Linked DNA regions of Danio rerio: all the other regions are linked to region 1. Evidence: chromatin contacts called from public Hi-C and Micro-C data. All regions are on one chromosome and are shown on one strand. Each heading gives the region's core, a stretch centred on a gene start, on an enhancer-like site or on the middle of the called end of the contact. The rest is flanking DNA. Distances are from core to core; before and after follow the strand shown.

What was found. A called contact is a pair of places that touch in the nucleus more often than the background predicts.
Region 2: a Micro-C map of caudal fin shows a contact between it and region 1, with 10 times the contacts expected there. The contact joins the promoter of slc35b3 here to the promoter of tfap2a in region 1. A contact is called at or near these places in 3 of 18 Hi-C or Micro-C datasets (caudal fin, hematopoietic stem cells and an unstated tissue) and 1 of 4 datasets of contacts at active chromatin or transcription factors (embryo).
Region 3: a Hi-C map of hematopoietic stem cells shows a contact between it and region 1, with 4 times the contacts expected there. The contact joins the promoter of eef1e1 here to the promoter of tfap2a in region 1. A contact is called at or near these places in 6 of 18 Hi-C or Micro-C datasets (caudal fin, embryo, fibroblasts and 1 more) and 2 of 4 datasets of contacts at active chromatin or transcription factors (caudal fin and embryo).

The regions. Positions count from the first base shown.
Region 1 is chr24:9,078,990-9,082,585 of GRCz12tu, reverse strand. tfap2a (transcription factor AP-2 alpha) reads left to right here and starts at 1,904. Exons shown (of 7, transcript NM_001319158.1): 1 at 1,904-1,993. The coding sequence starts at 1,931. It also overlaps a transcript of tmem14ca not described here.
Region 2 is chr24:8,422,914-8,426,611 of GRCz12tu, reverse strand. It overlaps slc35b3 (solute carrier family 35 member B3), which reads left to right and starts at 1,945. Exons shown (of 10, transcript NM_001039995.1): 1 at 1,945-2,022.
Region 3 is chr24:8,271,902-8,275,521 of GRCz12tu, reverse strand. It overlaps eef1e1 (eukaryotic translation elongation factor 1 epsilon 1), which reads left to right and starts at 2,320. Exons shown (of 4, transcript NM_001386550.1): 1 at 2,320-2,432. The coding sequence starts at 2,349.

The sequences.
Region 1 (3,596 bases), core at 655-3,154:
ATAATGTTTTTCATGGTACTTTTTTTTTTTTTCATTTCAACACAACTTTAGCCTACATAAAGAAACTGTAGCATTTGTAGCATGTCATTAAAACTAAATCAGAAAAAAATTAAACTGCCGATTTATTTAACAAGGCTTCTTAAAGCTAAACGTACGCAGATACAACAGATATTAGCAGATATTATATAATAATGACTGTTTTCTTCCAGCCATGCGCCTAAAAGTTTTTTTCTCTTTTTAAAAATTGTTTCAGCTTAATCTTCTACCCCTTATACTTTTTTTTTAAATGTACACTAGATGGTGCCAGATGATTAAATGAGAAACGTTTGTCTTTTGTTGCGGGTCTCTGCAGTCGTTCAACATGGTTACGAACGACAGATCTCTCGATTCTAAACTAGTTAAACTGTCACATTAAGTAATATGATGTGTTTCTGTGGGTCAGGCATATATTTATCTATTTATTTTATTTTTTTATTTTATTTTTTTTATTTATTCATTCATGTACCTACTCGTTAAAAAAGTAGGCTAGTCTAAACTATGATCAGAATCTAAACAGGCTTACATTTAAGCACATTAGAAATATGTCAGGCTGTCGTTCAGCCTCAGTAAAGAAAGCAAAATGCGATAATAAAGGCATCCCTTGGGATTTGTCAATGGAAATGTGATAGAGAAACATTCTACTTCTAACATTGTCCAATAGAGGGCCCAAGAGAACGTTAGATGACTTAAGAGAGAACCCGTTTTCTTGATCTCTGAACTAACACTATTTCATAAAATGTGCAGACTAAAAGAGTAGGCTATTTTATATTTCACTGCTGGCCTGTCATGCAAAGAAAACCTGCTTTGATTGTACTTACATTTGCAATAGTTAATACTGATGTAAGCTAGAACTTTATAATTTTGTTGATTTTGCCAATTTTTAATGGAGCTGGATTATAATGGTGCTTTTTCGGAGACATTTAATCAGACACAAGCTGATGTTTTGCTCGGCTATGTATCAGCAATATACAACGATAATAATAATAATAATATTAATTATATATATATATATATATATATATATATATATATATATATATATATATATATATATATATATATATATATATATATATATATATATATATATATTAGCAAGCAACAACGATAAGAATCAATTGTCCGTTTAAATTCTACATTCTAGCCTGTTATAGCATTTCTAGACCTTTAAGTTGTGCCGTAATAAAAAAAATATATTTTTAAAAACATTAGAATGACAACACTGAATACAAATTTGATATCAGACTGATGTTGTCTATGCATTTTTGCGCATATAGTTTAATGCCGCTTTCTGAAATTAATTTATCGCTTCCACTTAGGTTAATTTGTAATTCTACAACTCTACTTACATTAACATGTGTTAATAATTTATACAGTTAAATGATGTAACAAAGCGACAGGGGTACCCATATTGCACGCTTGCAGCACACCAGAATATCTAATTTTTTAAGCCGTTGATAAAAAGTTGATATATTCCCAGACCGACACGGTGGTTAGAGTGTTTATTTAGATTTCACTCAATAACTCTTTCGATGATCAAAATGACAGGAAGAAATACCAGTATGACTTAATAAAAGTGAATGTTAATCAAGTGAAAATGATTAAACAAACATTTGTTTAGGGATAACTGTCTCATGACGCAAAATTATATAATATGCAAATATTTTAACATTGTCAAAATTAAAACAAAAAGTGGGAAATGTCACACTGCTCCTGCTCTTGAAGCAGGAATCTCAACTTTTACCTTTTTCAGGTGTCGTTGTCGTACACGTGCCCATAGTAGAGCGCATGCGCCGTGAGGTGGTTCTCTGTTTTTATTGCCAGGTGAGTAGATTTTGTTCAGGTAAAGTGGAATTTTGCTTAAGGACACAAGACCCAATGATATTGTGTCATGTACCACATTCAGAAAGAAGAGACAAGAATGTCACTAATGGGCAAAATGGGAGACTGGCAGGTACGTTCTCTTCCTTAAGATATGAGGGTGATGCTGCTTTTACTTTTAATGAGTATTAAACCTTTTCTGATGAACGTTTTATATATATAACAGTTAATGATTAAAAGCCTTTAAATAAAAAGCTACGAGCTAAAACTGTATCACCCTAGATCTCCGTTAGAGACTGAGTGAAGAAAGGGGTGAGGAAAATGATCAGATTTCTCTTTAAAAAAACACTCTTTATGTAGTCAGAAAAGGGCAACTTTGCTGTTAGAACATGAATATGCCTACTTATTTAGGCTATTTTACTTTCTGCTTTAATTATTTTATTTTAGTCTATTTGCTGTTTTTTTATTGTTCGGTCTTTGCAGGCCTTCGTATACATTTTTCTATGGCAGGATAAATGGGAAAAACTATATTACTATTTTCTCTCTACGTTTGTTATCACACTGTTTTACTGTGCACTGCGTCCCTGTGCACTGTCCTTAAGTATTGTGGTCCAGAGTAAAAAATAACACAAGGGATTTTAGATTTTTGTCACACGAGTATACAATTTTCTCATTATGAAAATTGCGACAAAGTTTTAGGAATGCAGACTAGTTCTTAATTTTCTTTTGTGCGACTGGTTTCAGCGATGCGGACCCCCAATCAATAAGCAGCGAACAACAAAGCAGCACACCCCATTCATATCTACTGCGCGTTTCTCTGCCTCTCCTAATCATCATTGTGTCTTAGTTTCTTTCGGCCTCTCATTAATGACAACTGGACTCACCCCACCAAAAATGGTAATGGAGGTAATGGAAAGACAACGCCTTAGACTCGGCGACCTGTCTTCTGACCTCATTCACATTTAACAAGCCATGTTGTTGTGTTAATTATTTACATTTATCAAATTGCGCCGTTACACGTTGTAAATAGATGTATGCTTACTGAAGAATCGACTTTTAGCATAACATTATTGCGAGTATTTTACAGGCAAACGTTCACTGTAGGACTAAAACAACATTTTACAGTTGCCAGACTGGGCGCAATTTTATTTTGGCCAACCGAATCAAGAAAATGCAACAAAAGCGTGTTGTTTAATAAACAGCCTATTTTACAAACTGCTCGTGAGGTGTAGCCTAAATTCGAAATTTATGAATACTGTTTGAAAGATTATTTGTTCATGGTTCAAGTGCATGAATTATCCCAACTGGATGATTAATTCAAATAAACAGGAGAAGCTCTCATTCACCACTTATATTAGCCCCTGTAATTTACCGTTCCCTTTTGAAATACAAATGAAACGCAGTGAAGGTATTCTTGCTGGAATTCTCGTTGCAGTTTCTACCTGTGTATATTCATTGGCTTTGCTCTCTTGATATGCTAATGAGGGTTATTACAGTAGCGATCGAGTCTCTCTCTTCCACCATTAGAGGGAGATCTGAGCGCGCAGCTCGAGCCTTGTATGCACTGTGTCAAACTCAAGCGAAGGCGCACTGCACTCTATCCACAACCAATGAAAATGCTTTGGAAATTAACTGATAATATTAAATATGAAGACTTCGAGGTAAGCGGCTTAACCAGGCTTTTGATACAAAATGTTGCATGATATTTATTTAATTTTGGAACGGTTTAACTTTTC
Region 2 (3,698 bases), core at 696-3,195, 660 kb after region 1:
TTGTCCGTAGGATATGAGTGTGTGTGTGAATGTGTGTGTGGATGTTTTCCAGAGATGGGTTACGGCTGGCAGGGCATCCGCTGCGTAAAAACTTGCTGGATAAGTTGGCGGTTCATTCCGCTGTGGCGACCCCAGATTAATAAAGGGACTAAGCCGACAAGAAAATGAATGAATGAATGAATCTTGCAGCCCGACTCACTTGCATTTAAAATTACACAAAAATCAACTGCATTTAATCTCTACAGAGAAAAAACAACAACAAAACAAAATACATTTCTAACAAATACTTGGATATATGGAACCATGAAATAACCATTATTATACAGAAAGAAAAAAAAATATTCGTCTTACTTTGTTTCTCTTTTTTGGGGGGTTGGGCGGTAAAGTCTTCCACTGAAACACTGGTGTTATCCTTAATAATACATGTCCTACTCCTCACATTTGTTGCAGACTCATCCATGATCCCAACAGTCGTTAGGTCATCTGAATTCTAATCAGATCCATGCACAGAATCACTCAAGCGTTCAGCTTTCCCAGAAGATCCTACTGATTTGCTGAGCTACAGGCCTCATTGGATCCAGATTTGGCTCTTTGAAAAGCCACTGCATTTCCTTCCGCATGCAATGTTTTATTTATTACTGGTTATTTGATCTGGTCTGAGACCATTATGGGAATATGTACCTTTCTGAATAATCAATAAATAGCCATTTTATTATTTAGAAGGATCTGGTGTGAAAGGCTGCAAAAAGTAAAAGTCATTACACAAATCCGTCATTGTTGATAAATGAGATCACTTGTAAAGTTAGATGGGTGGCAAAAGAGCCGCGTGCATGTGGACGGTTCTGTGCATTGCTGAATACTATTAGCGGGCAGTAAATATTGCACAGGCCTCTCCATGGGACTATGATTCGGCGAGTGGGTGGCAGAGAGAGGGCAGTAAATTCGGAGATTAATTAACCCGTTGAATTCTGGACATTTCCAGGTCTCCATTGCGGTGACCTGTGGACGTAAATGGGACGAGCCCGTCCTCGGCGGTGAGTGGAGAGTTAGGGCTCTCGTCCGGAAGAATGAGTTATTAAGAGAATTTTTTGAATAGATGGAAAAATTGTAGCCTGGCTATTTAGTGTCATAAAGTGCAGCCAAGCCAGTGCAGGGGCTCCTCGGGACAGGAGGCAATAGCATTCCAATCAAATCTCAGACGGATGAGAGATGGGCCTGTCCACTCTGAATTTTTATATTGTGGAAGGGGCTGGAAAGAAATAATGCCGTCCGTGAGTGAATTAACCTCTCGCTGTGGATGGAAAGGCCTCTGTCATCTATAGGGGAAGCAGAGGAAATGAATGGGTGGAACGGAGGCTGGGCGAGTAGGGGGAGGGGGTAGATAGGATCATAACCCCTTGCCAGAGATGGACCTTCCGTGGCTACAGCTCGGCCACATGTGTTGTGTATAGGAGTGAGTGTATTCACCTTATTCTCAGCTGACGAGTGGGCGCTGCCATTTGAATCTTTTTGTCTCGCGACTTCCGGTCACATTCACTTCCATTCATTTTTTAACGTTAACAACTGCTCGTTACGCTGCTTGATGTTGCAATTTAATATTTTCTTATTATATTATGCTACTTGGTCTGTGTAGTCATGCAAACATTTGTTTGTTGAGCAAGTAGTTTGGCCATTTTGTGCCATTATTCCTTGTCATTTCTCCCATAGGCGACTGAATCGGAAGTTCTAAGACAATCGCGAAAACAGGCGCACTTCCGCATTTTAGAATAAGGTCAATAGTGTGCTGCTTGAGCTTTTTGTTGATATCTAAAGGTCTGATCAAAATGGCTTTGTTTTATTTTTGCATGCCATTCGTTCACATACATGCAAAACTAGGATGTAAATGTGCCAAACGTGCTGATCTCTTGTCATTCTGGACAAACAGGTTACACAATTCAGCCTACCTGCAGGAAACTTTAGCAGAAGACATGTTGTGTAGCTCAATATATATTCAAAATGAAACCAACACAAGAAATAAAACAGGTATGAAATTGTTATTTGTTTCTTTATCTACACAAGTAATCTGTTAGTCTGTTAGTGCCCTCAAACATAATCCTTCAGAAAAGCAGGAGACATTATCTAATGATGGCTTTCTGTTTGTGGGAATTTTCTTGTCTTGCATCTTCATTTGCATGCTTATATTATAGGCCTATGCGTTAAAGTAATACATAATTCATGTGATGAAAAGGAAGGCTGCAAAGCCTACTTATGAGTGTGTAGAGAGATTTTAAGGGACATAAAGTTTAATCTTGACAAAGAATCCCTTGTGACATGCTGTTTGTTGTTAAATGTTAGCTTTAGCAGCTAGCAAATGTTCATTCATTTATTAATTCATCTGTTTGTCTATCCAGCCCACACTTTACTGGTAATTTGTGACAGCTTTTACCTCATAGGCTACTTTTAGTGCAGGTGTTGTAAGTAATATTAACCAAAAGTTATGAAGGAATTAAATATTCAACTGAAAAAAAACCCACATTAGTGAGGCAATTTTGATGTAGGCCTATGTCTTCTTGTCACAATCATACCCTAATCCCATGGTCTTCCTCTAAGTTTACACTATCATGATTCTTCTTTGACTGTTGAGTAGATCAGTGGTTTCTAAAATGGGGGTTGGGACCCCCTGGGACAATGACAGAGGGTCACTTGGTGATTTTCAAAAGTCAAATAAATTTTATTCAACTATTATGTTATTTACAACACAGCAATAGTGTCAGATGTAGCAGATTGATTTTAAAGCACCAGGTTAAACTTTCTGACACCTTTATGGCAATCAAATACATTAAAAATGAATACAGACCACAACTGAACATTAAAAATGATCTCTGAGTGGCGGTCTCCAAAATTAAACCAAGAATAGACTTGTGCTGAAAACATTGTGCCCACCTGTCTCATAAAGGTTAATTAAACAAATAAATAAATAACTATAAAAATTATATGGTTGTTCAGCTGTTGCATATTTTTGTGTTGTCAGTATGCTCGTGTTTATATAGGCCTATTGTTGTGTGTGCAACATTTGTATAGACGAATTACCGATGAAACATTTAGTATGCGCATGCAGCGAGGTTGCAGAAAAAAAACGAGAGCGCTAGCATTTACAGCGAGGGAATGAAATCCGATGCAGTACAGAGTTTGTTGCTGTCTTAGAGATTAGTTTATATTGATTACATATTATTTACATAATGCTTTCAGCTTATTATAACAGCTTGTCACCCAGTGATAAGCACAGTTATTTGGCAAAATTAACGTTAAAGTGAGTGGCGTTCATCTGACAGGTCCATTTGCGATAGCACCTTCCCAATGGATATTGGATAAGACGAAATGGCCAAGCGTCCAGCCACAAATATACAACTATCTCATTGAAACTCCAAGTGTTTTAACGAGAGAAATTTAAAGTCTTTGGATGCCAACAATTTTGTTCTGCATGGTCATGTGCAAGAAATAATGTTCCATGATTACCAGATTCAAAACTATGTGCTAAAAACCGAGGTTCTGTCTAGCCAAAGACACGGAAAGGAGACGGAACTGTACAAGGCCTGGGTAATCATCAACAAGCAAAACGACTGCATTCTGACAGCGAACTGCACCTGTAGGGCAGGGTATGTGAACTTAGATCTTTACAGTTTATTCTAAGCAGTCAGTGTCCGCATTTTAATGAACTA
Region 3 (3,620 bases), core at 1,071-3,570, 810 kb after region 1:
CTAATTCAGAGCATTTAATAAAAACATATCTAAAAACAGAAAAAGTTTTTTTACATAATTAATTTGAGTGTAATTTCTGTTGGTTGCCCACGAATTAAGAGGGATGAACATTTATTACCCCTTAGTCTAGTGCTTGGAATTCTAATATTTCTGTCTGTCAGTCTGTCTAAGTTTTTACAGAAAGTATTTTTAGATGTGTTTTTATCATGATTCAGAAAAAAAGTGTGAACAGTCAGAGAAAGAAATATGGAACAAGACGTTGTGTTATCTGGATGTATGAACATATATATTTGTAAAAATAAATAAATAAATAAATAAATAAAAACCTAAATAATACTGTTAAGTGCTGAGGTTAAAATACGGATCAATGGAGAAGGCAAATAATTTTGAGTATATTTACTGTCTTTTCCTTTTTGTATCACAATGACATGATCTGTCAACAAATTACAGTATGAACAGCAATATACTGTATATTTATCAGGGTTTCAACAATAAGGACTGCCCGATGGCCCGGGGTCAACATATGAGATGCTCAGGACAGTATACAGGATCGTTACTGGCCCGATCGGGCCACTGCTGCCTTGTTACTAAAGTTTAATTTGCCTGTGACTATTTGTCACATTTGTCAATTGCGTGCGAATACAGTTTTAGAATTGAGAAACAGTTCGTATTTTCAAGCCTTCAAACGCTACCTTCTCGGTTCTTCTTATCTTATTGGATGTTGTGAGCACATTATTAGTACAGGGAAGAGACAGCAACATGGCGGTAACATCAAATGATGATGCTAAAGGAAAACATTTGTTTGTAACGTCTTGGAAGCAGACATAAACCAGGGTACACCACGACAAAAAAAAAAAAAAATTAAGTGATCTTTTGTACAGTTTGCTGTCAGTTTGGCTGGTCTTTAGCCATCTTTTGTTTCAAAACACTTTGAGTTTTGCTCATTACACATTTATATATATATTTTAAATATTTAAATTCTATGTTTACAAACATTTTGACACTTTTTATTTATTTGTGGCTAAGAAATAGCTATAAACTTTTTTTTGGTGGGGCCAGTGAAAATATTGGCAGGGCAAGTAAAAACCTGAACCATTGGTCCGATTGGGCCAGTAGAAAAAATCCTTAGCGTTGAACCCTGTATATATATATATATATATATATATATATATATATATATATATATATATATATATATACAGTTGAGATCAGGGTTATTAGCCCTCTTTTGATTTTTTTTTTTCTCTTTTTTAAATGTTTCACAAATGATATTTTTTCTTCTGGAGATAGTCTTATTTTTTTTTTTTCGGCTGGAGTAAAAGCAGTTTTACATTTTGTTAAAAAGCATTGTAAGGTCAAAATTATTAGGCCCTTTAAGCTATATATATATATATATATATATATATATATATATATATATATATATATATATATATATATATATATATATATATATATTGATAGTCTACTGATCAAATCATCGTTATACAATAACTTGCCTAATTACCCTAACCTGCCTAGTTAACCTAATTAACCTAGTTAAGCCTTTAAATATCACTTTAAGCTGTATAGAAGTGTCTTGTAAATATCTAGTAAAATATCATTTACTTTCATCACGACAAAGATACAATAAATCAGTTATTAGAGAACAGTTATTAAAACTGTAATGTTTAGAAATGTGTAGAAAAAAAATCTTCTCCCCGTTAAACAGAAATTGGGGGAAAAATAAACGAGGGGGCTAATAATTTAGGGGGGGCTAATAAATCTAACTTCAAGTGTGTGTGTGTGTGTGTGTGTGTGTGTGTGTGTGTATGAAATGTTGTTCACTGTCATTATGTCAAAGATAAAATAAATCCTTATTAGAAATGAGTACTTAAAACTGTTACGTTTATATAAATATCTTGCAGTTTGGACTTTAATTTGTTGACAGATCATGTCAACTATATACTATAAATTGCCATAGTTCACGCCAGAACACCCCTTCGAAGTACAGTTATTGACAACATGACTAAGTACATGACATTTTGTAGGCCTAATCTACTGACACGTTCATTGACACGGAAATTAAATTCTGAGAGATTAACTAAGGATTTTGAGCAAGAGACAAGAGCTTTTGCGGGCAGTCCATTGTGTTTTGCTATTTGTACCCGTTATTTTCAGAGATGCACTTACTGTTTTGCAAATTTGAATTCTGATCTAACAAATGTTCCAAAGAAAGAGAGAAAAACTACATTACCATATGAAAACAGGCTGAATCTGTCCAACATGACGCGACAGAGGCGGGACTAGAGAATCTCCACCAATCAGCGCCCGCTTAATGTAGTCCGTTGGTTTCCGGTGTGATCAAGATGGCGCTGCGGGAGCTGAACTCGCTTGAGAGATTTCTAGGATTAAAAAAGGCAAATAAATACAGCACGCAAGGAGGGAAAAAGGTGAATCGAACGCTGAAAGAGATATAGTTGGGGTTTTGAGCTGATAGTATTTTTAAAAAGATGCGTTAGGGTTGTAAAGTGTCATATGTTAGTCATTGTATGAATGAATGGCTGGTGGTGGAAACCTGAAATTTTATTTCACTGGGAAGATTTCAGATCTTCTTTATTATGTATTTAATATGTATTATTTACATACATTCATCAGCATTTCATCTATTATTTTTAACCGTGTTAGAATGATAAGTATCCAAGTATTTAATAAGTATTCACATGTGTAGTAGCAAACCCACTGAAAGATCTTTGTTCACTTTGACATCTGGATCATCAAAGAAACACATTTACTGTAAAAATAACATTTAAACGGTTTAAGACAGCCTATTATAGTGCATTTACAAGGTAAAACATCTTGGATAATTTTCAAGTTTACATAAAAACACTTGCCTGCAAAAAGACATCATGGCCCTTATGCTAAGCAACATTTAGAGCAGCTTTATACCCACCATGTGCATTGAAACTACCTATAGATAGATAGATAGATGGATGGATGGATGGATGGATGGATGAGTGTTTCCAGCAATATGGATGTGACATCTACAATTTCAAAACATAAATTCACCGTGATAGTATATGTTAACATTATATTGAAGCATCTGTTTATATATTCCAAAACAACTAACCACAGAGTTATTTGAGCAGAAAAATATCAATCTGTAAACCTATTTTATATTTTAAATAAGGGATTTAAACATACGTTATGGATGTGATGAAAAAAGTATGCAACATACTTTGTAGAAAGTCTGAATTAAACTGCACAACCCCCCCAAAAACAATGCTAATCAAAAGGATAAGAGTTCTCTCTAAAGAACTAAAACTATTTATTTTATTATTATTATTATTAATATTTATTTTTATTTTTTATTTTTTGCATTAATGAGGAAAAAGCTCCATTGTGGGTATGACAGATGGGAAATTGGCACTTGTGTAATTTTGGTAAGTAAAATATAATAGTTTGAAAACATTATCAGAAACATTTTTGAGTATTTTTAGAACACTGTAAAATACTTAGAAACAGTTTTAAAGAGATAAATTACATGTTACTACAAAAATAAAGAGCAGTATTTGCAGTGACTGACTTTACATCTTACCATTATTAATTACAAAGTTTAAGCAAATTACAGTCCTTTGTAT